Regions from separate parts of the Anas platyrhynchos genome. Here region 1 is linked to region 2. The links are chromatin contacts, called in public Hi-C maps. All regions are on one chromosome and are shown on one strand. The core of a region is the stretch at or near the end of the contact, and the rest is flanking DNA. Distances in the headings are between cores, read along the strand shown.

Region 1 (5,318 bases), core at 2,803-5,302, 200 kb after region 2:
TGCTGTTGGGCAACTCTTTAGAAACTGAGTTGCCACCTCTTCATGGGAAATAGAGGGTGGGAGATTATCAAGAACATGTATGATATAACCTGGCACTGAGAGGTACTGAGAGTGTCAGGGCTGAAATTTAGACATACTGTGTGTTGCCTTATAGATGTGCATCTAATTTTCTTTCTCTGATCTGTTCACGCAAAGTAGAGTATTGAATAGACAAGGGTTCCAGGTCCAAATATAAAGGGTACAGATGCAGGGGGATTTCCCTATAAGCCTTCAGTTCTATATCTTGGGCTTGCTTGGGCTCTCCATAGAGCAGGTAGGAGGCAAGTTGCTGTCACCTGCAGAGGAAGGTAAGAAGTTATTCAAGACTGGGGAAATATATGAAAAATAAATCAGTGGGTGATTCCTTTCAGGGACTAAGCTCTTGGGCTTCCAAGAGCACTGTTTTAAACTGGATAATCTTCTCTCCACCCTTTACAGCAATTTCAAATAGGTGATTTTAACTCATACAGATTTCAATAGACCAAATTCATATAAAGAAGCAAAACAGCAAATTCAATCCAACATGAAGTTTACACAAGGTAAAACAAGCATCCAGTGTTTTTTTTTTTTTTTTTTTTTTTTTTGACAGTGGCTATTCTGTGTATATATTTTTTCATTCCCTTTGGCAAAAGAATCAATGGACAGGATTTTAGAACCAAGAAATGAATACACTTCTCTCGGACTCTTTATAACCAATAATCTGATATTCACACATTCAGGATAACCAGGTCAATTGTTTTTGGCACATATCCACAAGCATCAGTTCCTCTGTCTGGTAAAAGCTGTTTTTATAGCAATCAGCAGGGCTGCTGTCTAGTCCACTTCCAAAACATCCTGGTAGAAAACAAAGAGCAGCTTTAGCAAAAGAGTTGAGTTTACTTGGAGCAAGAGCAACCCATCAGAGGCAGGTGATTTCCATACACATACATGTATATGTGTACAGTGCACTGGTAAACATATCTGCAAAGGCAATAGATAACTCTGGATTATATCAGGTGGAATTCTCTCCAGTACTATAGTTTAAAAGTGAGATCTATAGTATATAATTTGACAGCAACCTTCAGCACAAGGGAAAATTTCCTCTCATGACCTGCCTCGGTTTTGACCTTATCATTGAAATTTATCTGTCAAAACTTAGCTAAAATATACAATATTTAAATTAAAGGAATATAGCTGGATATTCCTAACATAGGAATATATTTTGTATGGTGACATTTCTGTACAGTTATCAAAAGTACATTGTCTAATACAATCAATACACAATGTTTGTAATTAATTTGCATTCATTATATAGATATCAATACAAAAATAAGACAGAGTTCACTAAGCTTTGAAGAATGTCTGCTTTAAATTTTAGCCCTGAAAGCTGAGCAGACCTCTTTTGACAGTAGTCTGCTGCACTTAAGATGCCCAAGCAAATAATTACAAATATTTTTCTAGGCCACTGTGTAATTACTTTTTTTTTTTCCTTGAAAGTATTTATCAGATTTTGGTTTATAAAAGTTGTCAGGGAATAAAATAAATCCATGTTCCAACACTGTAAAAAGGGTTGTTTTTGCATTCAAATTTTAGGTGTGGTATCAAAACATGTTTGTGTTCTATATTTGCATTAGTAATCTAATAATCTAAGTCATGCTTACCTGACACTGCACTTGAAACTGGTCATTACAATTCAGGAAAGAGATATTAGAGTTATTGTTGTGACAAAATTAACGCAGCGTGCCGCACAGCCAAATAAACCAACTAAATGTTCGGTATCATCAGGAAGGATGCTGGGAACAGTACAGAAGGTAAGGTTTTCTGCTACCTAAAACCTGATGTACTCCCATCTTGAGTTCCGTGTGCAGTCCTGGTATTTGCACCTCAGGAAGGATTTAGCGTAGGTGAAGGAGGTACAGAAAAAGGCAGCTAAAATGATCAAGGGGATGGAACAATGACCTTAAGAGAGAAGACTGAAAAACCTGGGACTGTTCAGTCCTCACTCATGTGCACCTCCCAGATAGTACCTGTTTTTTCATTGCTGAAGGAAGAATACCATGCAACATGGAGCAGTGATCTTACTCAGTAGGACCCTTGTTATGGTTTTATGTTTGAAGGCCACTCATTGTGCGGAAGAAAACTTCAGTGCTAGCTCTTCTTTAAAGTAGAAAATGAACAAGCTGATGGTGTGGCAGGAGGGATTACTGAAATATTAGCTGGAACTTTTCCTTCCAGGGAAGGAGAACATTCCTGGAAATGCTGAGAATTTTTTACTAACAACAGATTTTCCCCCATTTTCTCACCATTGTTTTGAAACATTAAGTAGTGACACATAAACCATCCAACTGTAAAGAGGGAGATGTCACAATACCATATGTCTCCATAAAATCCAGATATAAGTGTACCCTGAGAGAGCAGACAAGTTGTTATGGAGTATTTTCCTTCCTGTTCTCCTTCCCCTTTTCATGTACCTGCCCCAATTTTGGTAGGTTAATAACACTTCCTGCAAGTTCTTATCTTTCCTTTGCCATCTCTTGTAAAAGCCATTCAACCTCAATCTCAAAACAGCTCTGTGAAAGGTGGTTGCCTATCCCTGGTATGAGACAAAAAGAACAACTTGGAGAGTGAAGTAGCCCAATAGTTGAGTACCTGTTAAAATCTTCACTACTCAGAAGCCTTGTGAAAACATTTCCAGACTTTTGTCCTTTCACTTCACACTTGTCAGAATTGAAGAAACAATGGCTCATTGTTTCTGGACAAATAAATTCACACTATTCTTTTGTGTGAATCCTATAGGCAGTGTGAGATCTATTGGAGTGTGAATTGTTTGTTTATAGGCTTTTTCCATATAGGAGGTACACATGGCCTTTTCCTTTTCTTTTCCCTTATGAGCAGTGTAACATTTGTTAAATAGAGGTCAATCATCCTAGAATTTTCTCTCAGCTACCCTATAAATAATAAATAATAAACAAAGCTGTGTGAAGCTAGGCATGAAGGATATTGGTGGTTTGCCATTAATCTTTCAAGCAGTAGCCAGATATCTCCTGCCAGTTGTTGTGCAGTTTCCTAGGTAGATTTCATGGTTGCCTTACTGGATACTGTGTTTATTTGCATTTGTGGAGACCACTAAAGCTCATTTCAGGTGAGATGCTCGTGGGTTTGCTGACAGAGATCAGCTGAAGGCAATACAGTGAGCTACCAGTGCAGCTGGCCTGAATTCTTAACATTTGCCATGTTTTTTTCAGACATTTGCCAAAGACCCTAGATTTTGCAGCTTCCTATATCCAGCCTAGTGCCAAGCGCTATTCAACTACCTCTCTCAGCAGGAATCCAGAGCTATGAATCCATATGCCATTGATCCCAACTGCAAATATCCTAACATAGTGGTTTCTAGTCTATGGTTCACTGATGCAGAAATCATAGTCTGTGGTTTATGTCTATGTGGTAAAGAAATATTTGAGAAATTAAATTCAAAAGAGAGTAGCTCACTGTTCTGAGCCAAATGTGTCTCAAAAATAATAATAATAAAAAAAGAAGGTATTCATAAAGGCTGGGCCTTCATGAAATTCTCACAGTATTCACAGAGCTAGTGGAAAATACCAGGTGAACTGAAAATCTAAATTGTTACAAACCACAAGACTGTTCTTCCTGCTTTTTTTTTTTTTTTTTTTTTTTTTCTTGTCATTTTGGTTGCTGTTAAACAAGCTATTATATATATATATATATATATATATATATATATATATATTCTAATATGTTAGATGTTGAGAAAAAAAATAGAACTGGTTACTCCATAATCAGTGGAGGGGCTGAGTCCTGATGGAGATCCTCAGCAGACCCCAGTGCCCACTGACTTTCTTGGTTCTGTTCTTCCTCAGACAACTTTTGCCACAACTGAGCTGAACAGTAGAATAGCAATCAGATGGTAAGGTATGTCCCTGACAGAGCAGCTGTCAAAGTGCAGTACTACGTGTTATGTATTTATTGTAGCTCTGCCAAGAGCTTGCAAGCTGAAGAGAGAAATCTGCAGTTCTTAGAGCAATGCGTCACGGTGGCCTCGGACAAAAGATTTCAGGGTCAAAGTGGGGCAGCTGCTACAACCCTTTGCTTTCCAGGCTCAAGAAGTATTTATTGTACAGAGATATTCATGTGACCAGGAAGCAGACACAAAAGAGATAGGATCTCCGCTGGTGCATGAACTGAACTCTTGTTTACTGTTTGGACAAATGCTACCTTCAGATGTGTCTTTGGACAAAGTATATTAAACTACAGTAGATCTAGTGAAGGCAGAAAGTGGCCATCTGGGCACTGCAGGTGAGATTTATCCCTGAGCCAAAGCTTACATAAATCTCACATTTATGCCTTTCTTTGGAATTTCAGCAGGGCTTTGCAGAGCCATGTCAAGGCTTCTTGGCAATGTCTGACAAAACAAGAACAAAAAACTGCCTCCTGCCAGAAAGCAGAGATAGAGACAGGATGGACATGGGATGGAGAAATGTGGGGTGCTGCTCTCACTGCTGCCAGGAGGGCAGGGGGTGGCCATGCCTGCTGCTGCCAGACATCCTCCCCATCTTACTCTCTGGCTTTGCAAAGGGAGCAGAAACAGGAAGCTGGCTCCAGCACAGCTACAACTGCCAAAGCTTTTGTGTCACAGCCCACAGCTACTGCCAGGCTCCGCTCACCATGAGAGCTAAGCCGGGTGCTGCAGCTTGCAGACAACTGCTCTTACATGAGTCAGTTTTATCCTGGTCATGCACAGGTACCCTTTCTGCATTGTCCATGAAAGGATTTTATGACACTGAAGTTGAGTTTGCATGTCTGAGCTTGAGTTTTGCTGCTGATGGGAACTGGCTTTTCCTCTTCATTTTTGCCATTCTGCAGAATGACTCGTGGCCACTAACTGCGTGGGCACAGGCAGTGGACCACGACTTGCAAGATCTGAGCTCATTTCCTGCACCAAGCCACAGATTTGATGTATGACTTCAGGAAGTTACTTCAGCTCATCCAGGCATCACTTCCCAACTTGTATGTAGCTCTCAGCTTCAGTGGAATTTGCTACAGTAACCCCACTTAGATGTGAAGGTCTGACAGTAGAAGTCATGATGAAGACACTATTGTTACCCAGATTATCATTTGGAGAAAAAAATATCTCAGTAATGACTGTGTAAAATTTCAATCAGTTAATCAGCAAAAAGCAGAGTTCAGCTTGGTGCAACACAGCATGCTTGGTGCAACCACTGTTGATTTCACTGGAATCTGTTACAAATCTGGAAATCGTGTCCCCCTGATTTTCTCCCACT
Region 2 (6,068 bases), core at 237-2,736:
GGCAAGTGCGTTTCCAGCTAGCCTCACATTTTGTCTCCAGGGTACTGTATCTTTGGTGCCATTTGCCAGGACAATAGATGAGCCTCTTTACAAGTTCTGAATGAGATGCTTTTGTGTAGACTTAATCTTTGGTGAAACAGGTTTGTCCCTGCTGCTTACAAAATTTGCAGCGCTTGGTGCCAAGAAATGCATCTGCTGTTGGCCCTGTCGCTTTGCTCTACTGAAACAACACTCATTTTGTGTTTCTGGGCTCTGCTGTGCTGATTTACTAAAGATGCATTTTGAGGAGAATAATTTATTTTTATGCTTTGTTATGGGGGTACCTTCCTAACACAGGGTGTACAGCCCAACTTTGGGGATAATCAGGTTGAACTGACTTAGAAGGTTAACTTAGAAGTTAAACTTCAGATTTAAGCCCTGAAATTTGCTGTGGCTTTCTCTGGATATACCCATGGAACTAGTAGCTGCTGTGCTGGCCATTTTGGAAATTTCCTGCAGCCATGTGTCCTCCTGAGACCAATCCCAAACACCCCCATTTCTTCATAGATTCAGACCGTGTATGAATCCTTTCTGATTTACTGGTAGGTATTGTTGGGGATCCTGGACAATATCATCTGCATGGACTTGGACAGGGGATGCCACTGCAATACGTGCAGACAATGAGGGCAGGCAAAGCCTGATAAAGCCCAAGATAACATATTTTGCAGGCTCAGATTTCTTGAGATTTCTCCTAGGGAATGGCTTATCTCAAGCCCATTCCTGTTAGGAGAGCTGGCAAGTTTAATATTGTGTCTGGTCTTGAAGCAACTCTTAAAATTTACTATACACATGGGGGGAATGCTTTCCTGCAGAAGGTGTGAATTACCTTCTTCATTAGATGGCAACCTATTTATATATATATGAACTGCATTGCCCTTTAGACTTTATTTTTTTTAATGTCAGTTTGCATTAGATATTTTGACACCTAAGTGAACAGATTACATGCATATTTGTATGTGATTCACATACCCTGTGCAATCCATGATTTTCTTGTCAAATGCCTATTCACACTGTATTTTGACTGGTGTGAGCCATACTAAAGAACAGCCATTTGTACTCACCTTTAGAAGCTCTTACAAAAGCAAGAACTCTACGTAGTTGTTCCTAAATCAAAGTTTAACCCTTTTTCAAAGGACAGAAAAAACATTTAATGTACTGCTAATTGGTTGAACTTTCTATTACCTTCAACATATTCAACACTTGCAATCAAGAAAAGCTGAGGCTGATGCCAAATACTGTGAAGCAGAGAGGATAATATGAGAGGAAAGGATATTTTTTGCAGTGAGCTCCACCTAATCTAGGCTCTGAGTTGTCATTCTGACCCTGTGTTTCAAGTTATAAGCAAGGATATCCTTGTGTTGGCTGTGCTTCAGTCTCTGCCAAGGACAGCGGTCTGAGAACAGCAGATTACCATCCTAAAATAACAGAAGTCAGAGAGGGATAAGGTTGCCTGTCAAGTCCAAGCACAGCAGAGTTGTCTCCTGCTACACACTGCCTGGTGCTTTGTACAGACTGTTTATTAGGGCTTCACGTTCTTGCTGGGTCTCTTGAGAGACAAGTTTTATGTTTAAAAAATCTCAGCTGACAACCATCCTAAACTATGACTCCTTGTTTAGCAGTTATGACCTCCTCCAGTAAATGCTTAAATGGATGGCACACCTTATAGAGGGTTTGAAAAAGAAAGTGGGACAGCCTGCTCTGTACAGGGTAATGGACACTGGTGTCTCGAGCTTGAATGAAGACATGGTAGTTAATGGAATTTCACGTCTCCTCCCTTAGCATGCAGCTGAAACAAATAGTTCCTTTGCTGGTCCATCACAGTATCCCTGAGCAGCAGCAGAGCATGATGCAAAACTAATGGATATCCTGAGATATGCTTCTGAAAGAACTGTGGCACATCTGCCAATTTGCTCAGTTTCCAAGAAGATCAAACTTTTGATTTTATTTACTATGTCTGGCTGCAATAAATTAAAGTCTGAACCAGCTTCCATTTTAAGCCCTTTCTTGTGGAAAGCTGACTCTGAGGGTACAGTTGCAAACAGGATTATGTAGGCTGTCACCCACTGCCTTTTGATAACCACTGCTCTGGAATTGCTGAGTCTTCTGTAATGTTGCCTGGAGATTGAAATTGAAAGCCATGTCTCCCACTCCAGTGGATATTTTCTCCAATGGCATGTATAGAATAACACTATATTTACAATAACTAAAGTGGGATCAGAAGAACATTTGGTAATTTTTTTGTTTTTAAAAATTATTTATTTGTTTTAAAGTGAAATGAAGATTGGAATGTACTTTTCTTTCATGATACAGAGTTATAATTGTTATCACCATGGACTTAATCTCTTTCATATTTTCTCTGTTTTTACATATTTCTTATCAGCTACATTTGTAAGTAACATAACTATATGCAGATCTGGTCTTCCATTCTTTTCCTGCTGCCTTTTCTCCTTATGACGTGCTTGTAATAGCATGTCCTTTTGGATTGCAAGCCTTGCAGGGTAGGCCCTTATGAGTGGGATCCATTCTTCCCCAAGTGAACCACCTGAAATCTAGCCCTCTAGTCTAAGTTCATTAACTGTGTTCCCTCTCTAGTCAATAAGGTATGTCAGATACCAGGCAAGATGTACGAATTCGCCTGGCTAATACACCACAGTGAGGGTGGGCAGACTCTAGAGATGGATTCTTCTCTATATTGTGTAACATAACTTCAGATACTTGACATCAGGGTGTAAATTGTGGTGTCATGCTCTGGATTGCTCCTTGCAGCCTAACAAGTCAACTAGGTTAAACGGGAAGTTCTCTCTCTCTTGGGACACCAGCAATGAGCTGGGAGTAGGATCTTAGGAGCAGGCTGAGCTTTTTTAGGATGGGTGTTGTATTCAGTAACATACAGTGGTTAAACATAGGACAGTGTCTGGTTGGCACATTGATTAACAAGACAGTGTGTGCTGATGATGAAATATATACCCTGTCACTGTATGCTGCTGGCTGGGCTGTAATGTAAGGTAACAAACTAGCCAGTCTCCAGCCTGTTCCAGTGCTTATACCCATCTTACTAACCTGGAAGATGGATCTTTTTGACCTATGATACTCAACCAGATCCGCTGTCTAATTCTTCATAGCAATGACCCCTGTACACCACAGAGCTACTCTGATGCATTGACCTCTGATGCATATATCTGAACCTCAAATATATCTGATGGTCTAAGAAGGCAGATGGGCTTCCTAATACTATGGACTGCATTTTTATAGGCACTGTCCTGCTGACTTCCTTTAAAAGGATTTCCCATTGAACTGTAATGCAGTCAGGATTAAAGGCTAGGGCTTAACAGACAGTCAGTTAATGAACACATTCCTTACTTCTGATTTTGTTCTATAAGTTTCTTCTCATGCAGATTTTCTGTGTGGTCTTTTCCTTTACTTTGGCATCTTCTCCCTTGGTTACTTGCTTGTCTTACTGCACATTGTGGTGTTTCACACCACTGTAACACAGCCAGAAGACCTTGCCCAGAGCATTTATAGGAATAAGACAGTAGAGGGTGCAATGTGAGCAATAAATTTATCTTCTAGATACTGTCTCCTTGGATCATGATCACCTTTCTGACTCACCAACAAAAACAAATCCACAGTCAATGCCTGAGCAATGGTACTGTGAAGATAGACCTGTTGGTTATGAGCCTGATGGATAGCTTTAATGCAAAGGTTTCAGCAGTGTTTTGCAAGTAATACATCGCATATTCTTTCCACCTTTACTCAGCATAGTTACTATATAACCTCTGGATGCTAACGTGAATAATCTAGGTAGAAAGTGAAGCCTCTTCTTCCCAGTCCTGAACTCTTCCAATATTCGTGCATTTTTCATAATTCTGGCTGTGGATCAAGATCATGAATCAACCTGTTCTTGGTTTTGTTAAAGAAGGGTCATGAATTATTCATACCCTGGCAAAAGGCAAAATGAAATAATTAGGCATTAACTATGCTCTGTAAATCAGCCATGAACACAGATCCCTCCAAATTGAAATGATATTTCAAAAGATTTATATCCATATATATAATAAATATCTGGCAATTACTTTGATAGTTTTCTGAAATAAAAACAAAGTGTATCTTTTTTTTTTTTTTGGCCACTTGTGATGAACTGGAGATGTAGAATGTGAAGAGAAGTTGTAGTGATCGATACTCTGCATCTTTTCATCTTAACGTGGGTCCCTGGGTTTGAGAACACTAGGTTTAGACTGTCTGACAAAATCAGTCTCTAATCTGGCAAATTCAAGAGAATTAAAAAACAGGTAAATTACAGTTTAGTGATTAGTTAGTATAAACACTTGGCATGACAACAATTAAACTTTCTATATGCTTAATAGGAAGCATCAATTAACCTGTTAGACTTCTTTAGACCAAGACTCTGAAGACATCCAGTGTATTGTGGTTTCTTTCAGCTAACACAACTAGTGCAGTGTGGCAGTACTGGATTATTATTTAATTTCCTTTTTGGTAGATGAATTGGAAAAGATACTGTTTAATGGAGATTTGCATAGCCATTTAAGGGAATATACTTATAAGTAGCTAGTCCTGTAAGCTACAATGCATTCCACCTACAGTTTGGTTGTTAAGGGGTGATCAGTGCTCTCTGGCCTCTGTTATTAAATTAGAGATGAATCATGAAAAAAAATGTAAAAATAACCACCAAACCCCAAACATGTCTCTCTCATTTGTGAACTACATGATCTTGAAACATCTTTAAATAAGGCAGAGGAAGTATGGTTGTTGTAGTACAGTTTACTTGGGACAGGCAGAGTGGGAAAGAACACATGCAAGGAAATGGGCATCAGACTGTACCAAAGGTGTTGATCCGTTCTGAATGCCTTAAAGTATCTAGTGTATGCACCTGTATTTAACCACTGCCCATCTCCAACCTACCAGACATCAGAAAAACGATGATCTGTGAAACACACTGAAACCCAAAGCATCCACAACCCAAACATATCAGAGCTGTTGTCAGACTGAAACCATAGACAAAAGCTTTCTTTTAAGAATGCAACTACTTAAAAAAAGCTAACCACAAGCTAAACAACTGGAAATACACCTTTCAAAGTTCTCTCTATTAAAAAAAAAAAAAAAGGAAAGGAACACTGAAAAACACCTACCTGCAGGAGAAGTTTGAACATTCTCCAATGTAAACATGAAAGCACAAAAAACGAGTGCAGAAATCATGTTATTGTAACAACAGAGTTGCATGCTAATGTAAGGAAACACATCCCCTATAAACTCATGAGCCTGCGTGCTCTTGGAAGAGTACCATAATACCACAAAAACTACCTAGGGCTATAAATTGGGTCATAGCTGTACTGTATTTGGAGCAAAGTACAACTGTGTTGAAAGGACATGAGAAGGGAAAGCTCTTCACTTTAAACAGTAGCAAAAATTAACAACGTCTACTGGTAAATTCATAACGGAGTCTGAAAACGTCCTTATAAACAGGAAAAGAAACCTATCATGGGTTAACACAGCCACTTGGGGAAATACACAATCACAGAACCAAAAATGAAAGTGTTATACCCAGGTGCTGGAGTCTACAGATGACCCACATATGAGAGGCATTATTCTATTACATGAACACAGAGAACCTGGAGTAATTCTGCCTTTGCAATCAGGCATGGTTTTTAAAGCTACCTCTTCATTACCCTATATGCTTCTCATACCATTTGTACTGCATATCTAGAAAAGGCAGTCTTGATTAATAGTGGCAATAGGTGCCAAGTACAGTGGGCGTTCTCTGTCATTTGATCAGGATTTAACTAAAATATCTGTTGACTAGGTTGCTCTGATGTTTTCAGAGAGGAACTCAACAGCAAAGCCTTTCCATCATATATAATTTCCATTTCTAGTACAATAAGTGTATGTTGAAGGATCAATATTAAATCAGAAATAAAATTAGATGGCATATTGACAATGTTAAGTATTCCTAAAATCTTTGAAATGACTTTTTTTTTTTTTTTTTCCAATCTGTTCTCCTGTCACAAGAATTC

What was found. A called contact is a pair of places that touch in the nucleus more often than the background predicts.
Region 1: a contact with region 2 is called in a Hi-C map of skeletal muscle, with 2.8 times the contacts expected there. The contact joins two enhancer-like sites. A contact is called at or near these places in 2 of 8 Hi-C or Micro-C datasets (liver and skeletal muscle).

Annotation. Positions count from the first base shown.
Region 1 is chr1:48,079,784-48,085,101 of IASCAAS_PekinDuck_T2T, forward strand. No RefSeq gene overlaps it. Among named protein-coding and RNA genes, the nearest start is that of BTG1, 52 kb to the left of the region's middle. Within about 2 kb of position 4,053, at least 6 of the 8 cell types and tissues checked have an H3K27ac peak or open chromatin away from gene starts, as enhancers often do.
Region 2 is chr1:47,884,060-47,890,127 of IASCAAS_PekinDuck_T2T, forward strand. No RefSeq gene overlaps it. Among named protein-coding and RNA genes, the nearest start is that of PLEKHG7, 55 kb to the left of the region's middle. Within about 2 kb of position 1,487, at least 5 of the 8 cell types and tissues checked have an H3K27ac peak or open chromatin away from gene starts, as enhancers often do.